Regions from separate parts of the Pan troglodytes genome. Here region 2 is linked to region 1. Evidence: chromatin contacts called from public HiChIP or PLAC-seq data. All regions are on one chromosome and are shown on one strand. Each heading gives the region's core, a stretch centred on a gene start, on an enhancer-like site or on the middle of the called end of the contact. The rest is flanking DNA. Distances are from core to core; before and after follow the strand shown. Region 1 holds the start of SCHIP1 (schwannomin interacting protein 1). Region 2 holds the start of SMC4 (structural maintenance of chromosomes 4).

Region 1 (5,169 bases), core at 1,522-4,021:
CAGTAGGGCGGGGAGGGGGTGGATAGGGGAGGTGGGGGTGCATGCCAGGCAGAAGGAATAGCAGGTGCAGGGCCAGCCCAGCATGGTAGGAAGGTAGTGGAGGAAATCAGGAATGTAGGAGCGGAGTCCAAGAGGAAGCAGGGACGAGCTGATATAAAGCCCTGTTAGGACTTGGATTTTTACTCTGAGCAGGATGATAAACTAAAATTTTTGAGATATGGGACATGATCTGTCTTCAGTTTTAAAAGCTCATTTTGGAAACTGTGTTGAAAATAGACTATGGAGTGTGGGCAAGGGCAGGGGTAGGTAGAACACATAGAAGGCTATTATTGCTGTAATTATGAATGCAATAACAACCACGACAACAATGATGTACATCTATACAAAAGCACCAAAATGTGCATGCAATTTTCAGGGGAATGGCCCCTAAAGCCCCCATTCATGGACTACCCATTAAGAAATCTTGGCATACATCATTTATGGGAGAAAAGGAATCAATATTTCAAATGAATTCTATCAACGGACTAAAAATGCTAATCTAAGAAATTTGCTTTTAACCACTGCAATATCATCCTTAAAAAATAAGTAAGTCCTTGTAAAATGGTGGGGAAGTTTCCGAAAGCCATTCAACTGCAGATATCATCAGTGACTACAAACATCAAGCTAAGGACTTCGAGAAAGCACCTTTTCTGAATCCAGTTGCATGTGGTGCCAGCTGGGTTCTAAAATGAAGGTTTCTAAGTGGGATTAAGATTTGGCTTCAAGGTTAATGTTTCTGTTTTCGCTGAGCTATGTATAAAGAGAGAGCACTTCAAAAGAACATACACATGTAGGTAGTTCTACTATAAAATCCCATGCAGATGCAAAATCTATTGACCATTATTACCCAACCAATACACTTAATTTTATTGTGAAAATAAGCAATAAATACTTCAAAACTATTAAACACATAATGACACTGTTATATATTGCAGCTCATGTAAAATAAAATCAATTTATCTTCCTTTGGAAGAAGTAGAATGCTAATATAACCCCTTCTCTCCAGATGAAATTGCTGATATTTGACCAATTTTCAACCTACAAAAACAATGCTTTTATGTTCAACCTAATGAAAAGACATACGGAATAATCTTATAGTAGTTTGCCCTTCAAAAATAAATAGATTCTTGGAAAAGAGAGAGTTATTTTAATTATTATAGTAATTCAATCACCTGGAGCCATGCCATGTGTAGATTAGGCTCTCTATGGATACTTGACATCCCCTACCCTCAAGTTCTGTATTATGTGTAAGTGACATGTTGGTTTTTTCTCAGCATCTGTGACCCCTTTCTCGTGGAAAGAATTACTGTGAAGCATGAAGCTCAATATTTAGGATCTATGGCCCTAAATGTACCATAAAATGAAAATACTATGAAATAAATCTGTAAGTACAAATTTCTAGTTATTAAGCAAGACAAAGTATATAAATACATTTCATAGGCACACGTTACTTAGCTGAGGAACCACTGCCTTGAGTCTTGTGAAATGTACTATTTTTGCCTGCACATATTTACCATTGTGAAATCTGACCTTATGAGAAACACTTGCTTGTCTCAGGTAACCGACCTCACACAAGGAAGAAGCATTGTTAAGTTAGAGAATTGGTCTCTCAGAGCTTCTAAACTCAGTGAGTTGAGTAATATCCCAATATTAACTCTCCAAGATTTGGACCAGCCCTGCCTGCTGCTGCAAAGAGCAATTTCTCTGAGAACATTCTTGCTGTCTGTTTTCAACAAAGATACTTTCAATGTTGCCTCAACAGTCCAAGTCCTACCAAGGAGTTACTAAACACTCTAGAGCTGATCTTTTGAAATTGTCTAAGTGTTTAATTCATAACTCCAGTAGCAAATTAGCATACAAATGAATATGCATTACTAAGATTTTTCTATTTGGAGTTTTTGATGCATGTTGATACTTTAATGCTTATTTACCAACCATTTAAAACAACATACTAGTAAAAATAAGTTCGGAAAGACACACAAGTGCAACTTTAAACATCAAGTGCATACTGGCTGATTTTTGAAAATTTCCAAGATTATCAATCGCGACTATCTATTTACATAATTTCTTAAAGACAGTCCTAAAAGCTGGATGTGAAGCAACTCACATCCTATGCAACGAGCAAAAATCACGTTTTTCAGTGTTATCGATGTGAGATTCCAAACAGATTTTCCTCTGAAATTCCCTTAAATTCAAATTACAGTCCAAAGCAATTCCTCTTATTTGCAGACGTACAAAATATGCAAAGCACAGATCACCTCCGTGAATTTCACAAATGCTTTAAAGGCCAAGGAAGCAGTGTTTTCTGCCCCATTACTCCCCAGAAAAGCTAATTACAATTCAGATACTGCATGTGATGAAGGCCAGGCGCGGAAGATGGCAAAATCCCTGAATATCCGGAAAGAGGCAACCTGCTGCTTTGGAAGAGGAAGGCCTCCTCTCCCAAAGGATGCCGGCCTCAGAATCAGGCTTTAAATTTTACCTGATACGAGCAGTTATCCTGATGTACCATCTCAGTGCATCCTAGGGCGCAGACCCCAACGCAGGACTGCTGAGCGAGGCTGCGGAGGGCAGGCGTGGAGCATCCACCGGCGGGCGGAGAGAATGCCCTGGTAAGGCAGGGGCTCCCCGCAGATTAAAATGGATGCTGTTTCGCTGATCAACCTGCGCAGTGGCACTGCCTGTGCCGGGAAGCGCGCAGCTAGCGAGCTGAGCTGCTCTCCAGCCCTCCGAAACCAGTGAGGCAGGCTTAGGAACATGGAGCTGGGACCGGGCTGGGGGGAGGGGGCGCTCATCACCCGCACAATCAGCCAATTATATTATAGGCACAAAGAAAAGGATCAGTCTGGAGCTGGTGTGACCTTCTGGTGCTTTATGAAGGCAGTTAACTGATGTGGAAACATTCTAGTCCTCATTAACGAGAAAAAGGCCAGCGAGGGAGAGGGAGAGAGATAGACACAAATCAATGTTGCAGTTGAACATTTCTAACCTCCGGCATCATCCTTCCTACCCACTAATGCTGCTTGGCTGGTGCTTATCAAAAAAAAAAAAAAAAAAAAAAAAAAGACCTTAAAGATAATTTTAGAACTTTTAACATGCTAAAGAGAGAACAATCCATTCTGAATACCAACAATGAAAGGATGTTTTTCTATGTTGAGTTTTTGAAGTGTTTGTCAACTTTATAACTAAAAGGTCTTTACTCTTTAAAGGATTATTTTGTAATTCTTTAAATTCCCTGCTTATTTTTGGCTCCTAGCTTCTTTTTAAGTCCAATAGAAATAAGATAGAATAATTGCTGTTATAAGTTTTTTAGGGAGAGAGCTTATTAAAATATTAAAGTCACTATAATTTACTTCATGAAAACTAAACTCTTAATTGGAAGGGTTTTTTTTAAATGTCAGGCTTTGTACATATATTATTACCCAACGCTGTGACTTGAAAATATGGACACCCCCCAATGCAGCACATACAATTCTTGGAACAGACCCATCCTCCCTGAGACCGAGTAATTCTGGACTTGCGGACAATACTCAAAGGAAATACAAGTCAGACAATACATGTTTCTGGGAAAAAACTGGGGCCAGTTTCTGAGTGGCTTCAGGGCCACTTCAGGACTTGAGGATACACAAAAAGAAAAAACTGGGCTGTAAATTCTTCAAGCTAATGTAATGAGAAAATTTAAATAAAATTTTCTTATTTATATTCCTCAGTTGCCACAGGCAATTAGTTTTGTTGTTTCTTTTCTTTTTTAGTTTTTTTTTTTTTTTTTTTTTTTTTTTTTTTTTTTTTTTTGAGATGGAGTCTCACTCTGTTGCCCAGGCTGGAGTGCAGTGGTGAGTGGCAAGATCTGAGCTCACTGCAAGCTCTGCCTCCCGGGTTCACGTCATTCTCCTGCCTCAGCCTCCTGAGTAGCTGGGACTACAGGCGCCCACCACCATGCCCGGCTAATTTTTTTATATTTTTTTAGTAGAGACGGGGTTTCACCGTGTTAGCCAGGATGGTCTTGATCTCCTGACCTCGTGATCCGCCCGCCTCGGCCTCCCAAAGTGCTGGGATTACAGGCGTGAGCCACCACGCCTGGCCCGTGTTGTTTCTTAATAAAATAGCTCTGAGTACATAAATGGTACTTAACAAAAATGTGACTGAATTTAAACCATCAAATTAAAAAAATCAATAGGGACATTATTTTTAAGCTATTTTAGTATCTATCTGTCCTATGTTCTATTTATGTAGCCGTCTCAAAAACTCTTCCTCTTCCCATTAACCATGCAGTTTCACTGTGCTACTGACAGAGAAAACAAGTACTTTTTGCATGAGAAATGGAATTGACATGTTTGACAAGTTTTCCTATCAAGCACTCTCTTAAAAATGGTGGGAGTTTGTGTTAGGATTATTTGCTAATGTAATTTTAATAACTTATCTGTTTTGTGGAATGAGAAAAACCTATTTTTATAAATATTCTTAATTTTTACTATTTGAGGTTCAAGCAGGAGCAAAGCCTGCTATTGCTATCTCAATTCGACTCCCTTGACGCACTCACAAGCACACTCATTTCAGCCTTCCTAGTGAGGAGAACGAAAAGATGGCCCTGAAAACTCAACTCCTGGTATCCTCAGAGGCTTCAATTTCAGCAGCATGTTCAAAGGAAAAGTACTCTGGAGACTCACCCTGCAGAAGCTCACTGCCCTTATCCTTCCTAGTCCAGGAGAGGGGTGGGCCACATAACACGTGCAGGACTTTCTAGGCCTGCTCACTGGCTGCACAACGAAAGCTTGATGAATAAAGCAGAAGCCTGGGGGTAGGGAATGAGTCAAGATGAAGAAAAGATGGAAACTTTTCAGGGATAAGAAACAATAAACAATACACCCCCATCCTAAAAGTCCATTCTTCTCTCAGAGAGACTTCTGTGTAGAGTGCCTTGCAATACAACCACCCAACAAGGTTCTGGAATTCTTTTTTTTTTTTTCGGGCGGGGGATGGAGTCTCACTCTGTCACCCAGACTGGAGTGGTGTGATCGGCTCACTGCAACCTCTGCCTCCCAGGTTCAAGCAATTCTTCCGCCTCAGCCCCCCAAGTAGCCGGAACTACAGGCGTGCACCACCACACTGGGCTAATTTTTGTATTTTTAG
Region 2 (4,860 bases), core at 2,343-4,842, 560 kb before region 1:
GTAATTCATTTCTTTAGCTAAAAAATAAGTATTTTAACCGGCACCACCACTCCCCCAAAATAAAATACGGTCAGAGATAATGAAACCAATGCTTTCCGCTATAATTACATACAAATTTCTTAAAGCCAAAAATAAAATATGTAATGCATTTAAGTCCATTTTCCTTATTTGAACTTGCCAATAACAGTAAAAATCCCTTACCTTATCAATTATCTTTTGAAAATGAACTTCTACTGTACAACTCTGAATGTCCTTGTGTTCATCAGAATTATGTATTAATACTGAGAGTTTTTTAGATCTTATTTTTTGTGCTCGATAGCCAAACACAAAAAGCATAGAATCAATAACATTGGATTTGCCACTGCCATTTGGCCCGATAATACAGGAAAAGCGCTGCATTAAAAAAAAACAAAACACGGAAAAGTTCATAAGGTCATGCTAATACTACTGATTTTAACTGAAACTGTTAGATTTTTTTTACTTGCAGTTAAAAACTGCAAGTATTTAAAAGTTCTCATTGCTAATCACAGGCATACAACTTGAGTTTTCTTACATCAAGTTCTCTCTTAAAAGCTTCAACATTCAATAAGAATGCTCCAATTCTAACGCAGACGTTTTAGAAAACTCATTTTATAGTTAAATTATCTAAGGGTTCCATAGAAGGCTTTAAGAAAAAAAAAATTATCCAAGGGAAAATACTCTTTCAAACAGAAACACACACCGACTCCATTCAATGGAAAACTTTATAGCTAGAGGTACCAAAGATAACCAGATAAACAAAAGATAATTTCAGTGTTAAAATCATATGAAACGTGTGTGTGTGTGTGTGTGTGTGTGTGTGTGTGTGTGTGTGTGAGAGAGAGAGAGAGAGAGAGACAGAAAGACTATCGGGATAAATAGGGAGTGAATGAATTTTAGGATAGTTACAAAACTGAAACATCTTGTAAAGACGTATTACCTTACAATAGTTATTTAAAAAGTTATAAAATAGTTATTTCCATACAAATACCTTATGGAAAGGTCCCAGAATTTTCTCCCCAGCATAGGATTTGAAGTTCTGGTTTACAATATGAGTTATCATAAGCCGCGGAGCTCCAGCTTCATTGGTCATTGCTGGAGGCGGGGGAGGAGGAATGCTATTCAAAATCTCTTCTAAACTTCTATTATCAAGTTCCTCACTTGCAGTCTCTAAGTCAGTGAAAGGAAAAGAAAACGAAGGCAAACGGGGGGAAAAGCCTACATTAGTGCAATTAGTTCAAGCCTACATTAGTGCAATTAGTTCGGAGAACTAATGACTGCCCATCTTTAAAGTAGGGGATGGAGGGATGTTATTTATGAAACTTAGGAGTCTATATTTTCCACTTAAATATGTTATTATCTTAAACTCATGGGGGTGACTAAACCTTCAGCTTGGTTTTACTAAAAAAAATTCTTGAAAGAAATGCCACCGGTCACAAAATTCTATATACCTATACCTCTTAAGAGTCAAAACACTACATCATAGAGCAAATCTGGGAAAACCGTAACAAGCTATTTCCTGCTGCCTATCCTAAACAGGAGGTTAAATCCTAAGGCTCTAGATGCAATTCTCCGTACCACTGAGCACCTGGAACCTTCATTTTGGAAACTCATGAACTTCAGCGACACTACCACGAGGGTTTAATAATGTCACCCAACTCCTGGACTCACAAAAGCTACAGTGGCTTCAAATAAATTATCGTCTTCTCTTTAAAGGCAATCTAAGACCACGGAGGTGAGGTTAGGGTCAAAAAACTTTTCATCATGCTCACATAGTCATATTGATTGTCTCTGGGAAAAAAGTCCACTTGCTCTCTTGATTGACCGTCTCGATTTTAGCGGAAGTAACAATAAAGATATTGAATTTTTGTTTGTGACCTGTACCATTCCACAGGTCACAAACAAAAATTCACAACTGAACCCGTTTGCTCGCCCCCATCCCTTCCAGCGCCGTTACACCAAAATTACACGGGAATCCTATCTCAAAGTTGCCAAATGGCTTTCCTGAGCCTCTACCGGACCGACACCGGACCTTCAGATGTCAACTCCGCGCTCAACAACCCCAGCCAGCCTCGGGCTGGGCGCGTTTGCCTGCCAGTCCCACAGCGCGCGTTCCTGCCGAGTCGCGGCGGTTCACTCACCTGCGGCGGTGGCTGGGCTCTCCGTGCGGCCGGACGGCGGCTCAGGCTCCGCGTCGCTGCTGGCGCCGTCAGGGGACGGCGGCGGCGGCCCTTCCTCTCTGCGCCGGGCAGTGGAGGGCTGGGTGCCTTTACGGGGCATGGTCGCTGGGGCCGGGGGACAGCCGGGAGCAAGTCAGCCCGCGGGCCGCTACACCGCGCCCGCCCCACCCGGGGAAATCTCGGTCCACCGGCTTCCGAGAGCCCCGCTTAACACTCCGCTTAGAGGCAGCGGGACTTCGGGAAGGGAGCCATCGAAAGACACGAGTGGCAAGAAGGCAGGACTGGTTTCTTAACAAGACCTATGTAAGTGGGAAAAACTAGACGTGCCTGAGGATCAATCAACGATTGAGCAACTGCTTAGTTTGTTGTTGTTGTTTTTAAGGCTCTTCACCCGTCCGCCCATAGTATAAGCGTATAATATTCGCTAACGCATTTCTAATTAAGGAACTCCCATACGCCAGCATTTCCGGACATTCCCACGCTTTCGGGGCCAGGGATGCAAGCGCGCACCGACGTGGAGAAACGAGTTCGTGTCTGGGTCAGGATCCCGTGGCTAGCAACTCTCTCCAGAGCGGTGAGGACTAACTGGCGACTCGCCGCCCGCTTTCGTCTGCCCGCCCTTTAGCTCCTGGCGCCGTTGACGGCCCGGGGCATAACGAAGTCTCCCTCCTCTCCGCGGTCGGACCGCGAAGGGCGAAGGCTGGGACTAACCACTAGCAACTTCAAGTCGGACGCTGGCAGCGCTTGCTAATTTTGGAGTGGCAAGAGTTTGTCTCTCCAACTCCCCGAGCGGAGTCCCGTTGGATAGTAAACCATGAAAGGTCACCAGCGAAGGCTGAGACCCGGTGACTAGTCCGTTGGCAGAAGAAAGAGGGGTAGGGGGAGACGCCCTTTTCCAGATAGAGACTAGGATTTTTTAAAGAAGAGATCTGCGAGGCTCGGGGCCTCCCCGAGACGTTTGAGTAGCTTGGAAAAGTGGCGCCCGGGAGCTGCGCGCGGGAGCCCGGGCCGCCGGGGAGCGGCCGAGGGGGGAGGGGTGACAGCAAGAGAAATCTCCCAGCGGCAGCTTCAAGCCCGGACTTCGCCGCTCGGGCTCAAGGCCTCTATTTTCCAGGCGCTCGCGGACAAGGCAGGAAGTAAGAGCGTGACAACCTGACCAGGAAGATAAGTACTTTACCTGCAGGACAGACCACTCAGACCAAGGCTGGAGACGGTTGTGTAGTACCCACCTCCCCGCTCCTACCGGTGTTTCGGCTCCGGGTCCTTCACTCGAAAATGGCGCCTAAAATACAAACTCGAACGGAAATTCGTTACAAATGCGCGCAATGATTTCTGGGATCCACTAATTTGAAAAAAAGTGCGGCGATTATCACCGCCATCTTATTGTCGCTCCTGCGCATGCGCGAACTCCTGGCGGGACCTACGCGGTAGAAGTTTCTACTAAGTGAAAAGGAAGAGCGAGGGATTCTTTTCTCTGTGGTCTACAGCAGCAGCACTATTATTAAAAATATTTGGAAAGACAACCTGACAAGTTTTGAAAAAGATTTTTTTAAAAACGGTAGGGTTCCGCTCACAGTGGGAGGCGGGGCTCAGTGGTCCAGAAACGCCTCTTCAGAAGAGGGCGGGCTCGCCGGCCCACTCGGATGACGTGCCGCGTAGAAGTATCGCGGGAAGAGGAAGGGAGCGTAACTCTTAGAAGTCACTATGGTGACGGGGAGGTACCAGGTATTTGAGAGCAATCGCCACCGCTTTCCTGGAACTTGAGGTAAATCCCTTCACCTCTGGACCTGGTGAGAAAAGGGTTTGGAAGTTGTAGCCATCACTGGATCCCATCTTTCCTGTTTTGAAGCTGTGTGCTTCGTGGAGCATCATTTTCTGTCTCCCTGGCGGCAGCGGGGCTCCGGGTGTAGCTTTTGGGATGCGAAGGAGGAAGCCCTGAATTTTAAGGGAGTAGAGAGACAACTGGAAGACCTGGATTCGTGATAGCTTAGTCGACATGTGAATAGCGCAATAATGATTTTCGAGATCATTGGTGTTACTAGTGAAAGGTTTCGGACTTTTAAAATAATTTGACTAAAAGGCTCTTTAATGGAAAAAACGACTCGCCAGTGTTCTGGTTATTTTTATGAGGAAATTATCGATCAGCAAATATTCCCTAAGTAGTGTTTGTATACATTGCCCTGGGTAAGGCATAATTAGAATTAGTAAGCAAGTTTGGCGATTCCTGTTCCCCGAGAACTTAGTTTTAGTGGGTTTTTAACCTGAGGTCTGTGGATCTGGTGGTAGATGATTGGGCTTCAGAGTTCATAACTCGCCTGACATTGTATACATAATTCTATGTGCATTTTTCTGGGAAGTTAGTTTTCCTACAACTTTATAATCAGAATCTCATACTTGCTCCTAATTCCCTATATTGTTAAAGAGCCACTGGCTCATTTGACTATCTCCAGTATTCATGCAACAACTCTTAAGTAATTGACATTGAGAACTACTAGCCTCCTTTTTTTTTCTTTAACTTTTGCTTACTTAGGGTCTGGCATGTTAAATCACCATTAAATCTGCCTTTTGAATGAATTTACATGATCACTCTAAATACATTATGGTTCTTCCCTGGAAGAGCATGAAGTCAGGTTCAGTGATTCTCAAAAAGGTGTGGAGAGCC

Evidence for each region. HiChIP or PLAC-seq counts read pairs in DNA pulled down with a chosen protein or histone mark.
Region 2: an H3K4me3 HiChIP or PLAC-seq map of stem cell-derived excitatory neurons shows a contact between it and region 1, with 5 times the contacts expected there. The contact joins the promoter of SMC4 here to the promoter of SCHIP1 in region 1. A contact is called at or near these places in 1 of 7 Hi-C or Micro-C datasets (stem cell-derived neural progenitor cells) and 1 of 1 datasets of contacts at active chromatin or transcription factors (stem cell-derived excitatory neurons).

What each region holds. Positions count from the first base shown.
Region 1 is chr2:163,015,292-163,020,460 of NHGRI_mPanTro3-v2.0_pri, reverse strand. SCHIP1 (schwannomin interacting protein 1) reads right to left here and starts at 2,771. Exons shown (of 7, transcript NM_001243055.1): 1 at 2,522-2,771. The coding sequence starts at 2,551.
Region 2 is chr2:163,576,508-163,581,367 of NHGRI_mPanTro3-v2.0_pri, reverse strand. SMC4 (structural maintenance of chromosomes 4) reads right to left here and starts at 3,592. Exons shown (of 24, transcript XM_003950224.6): 1 at 3,376-3,592; 2 at 2,160-2,303; 3 at 1,010-1,188; 4 at 202-393. The coding sequence starts at 2,298. It overlaps IFT80 (intraflagellar transport 80), which reads left to right and starts at 3,927. Exons shown (of 20, transcript NM_001279914.1): 1 at 3,927-3,963.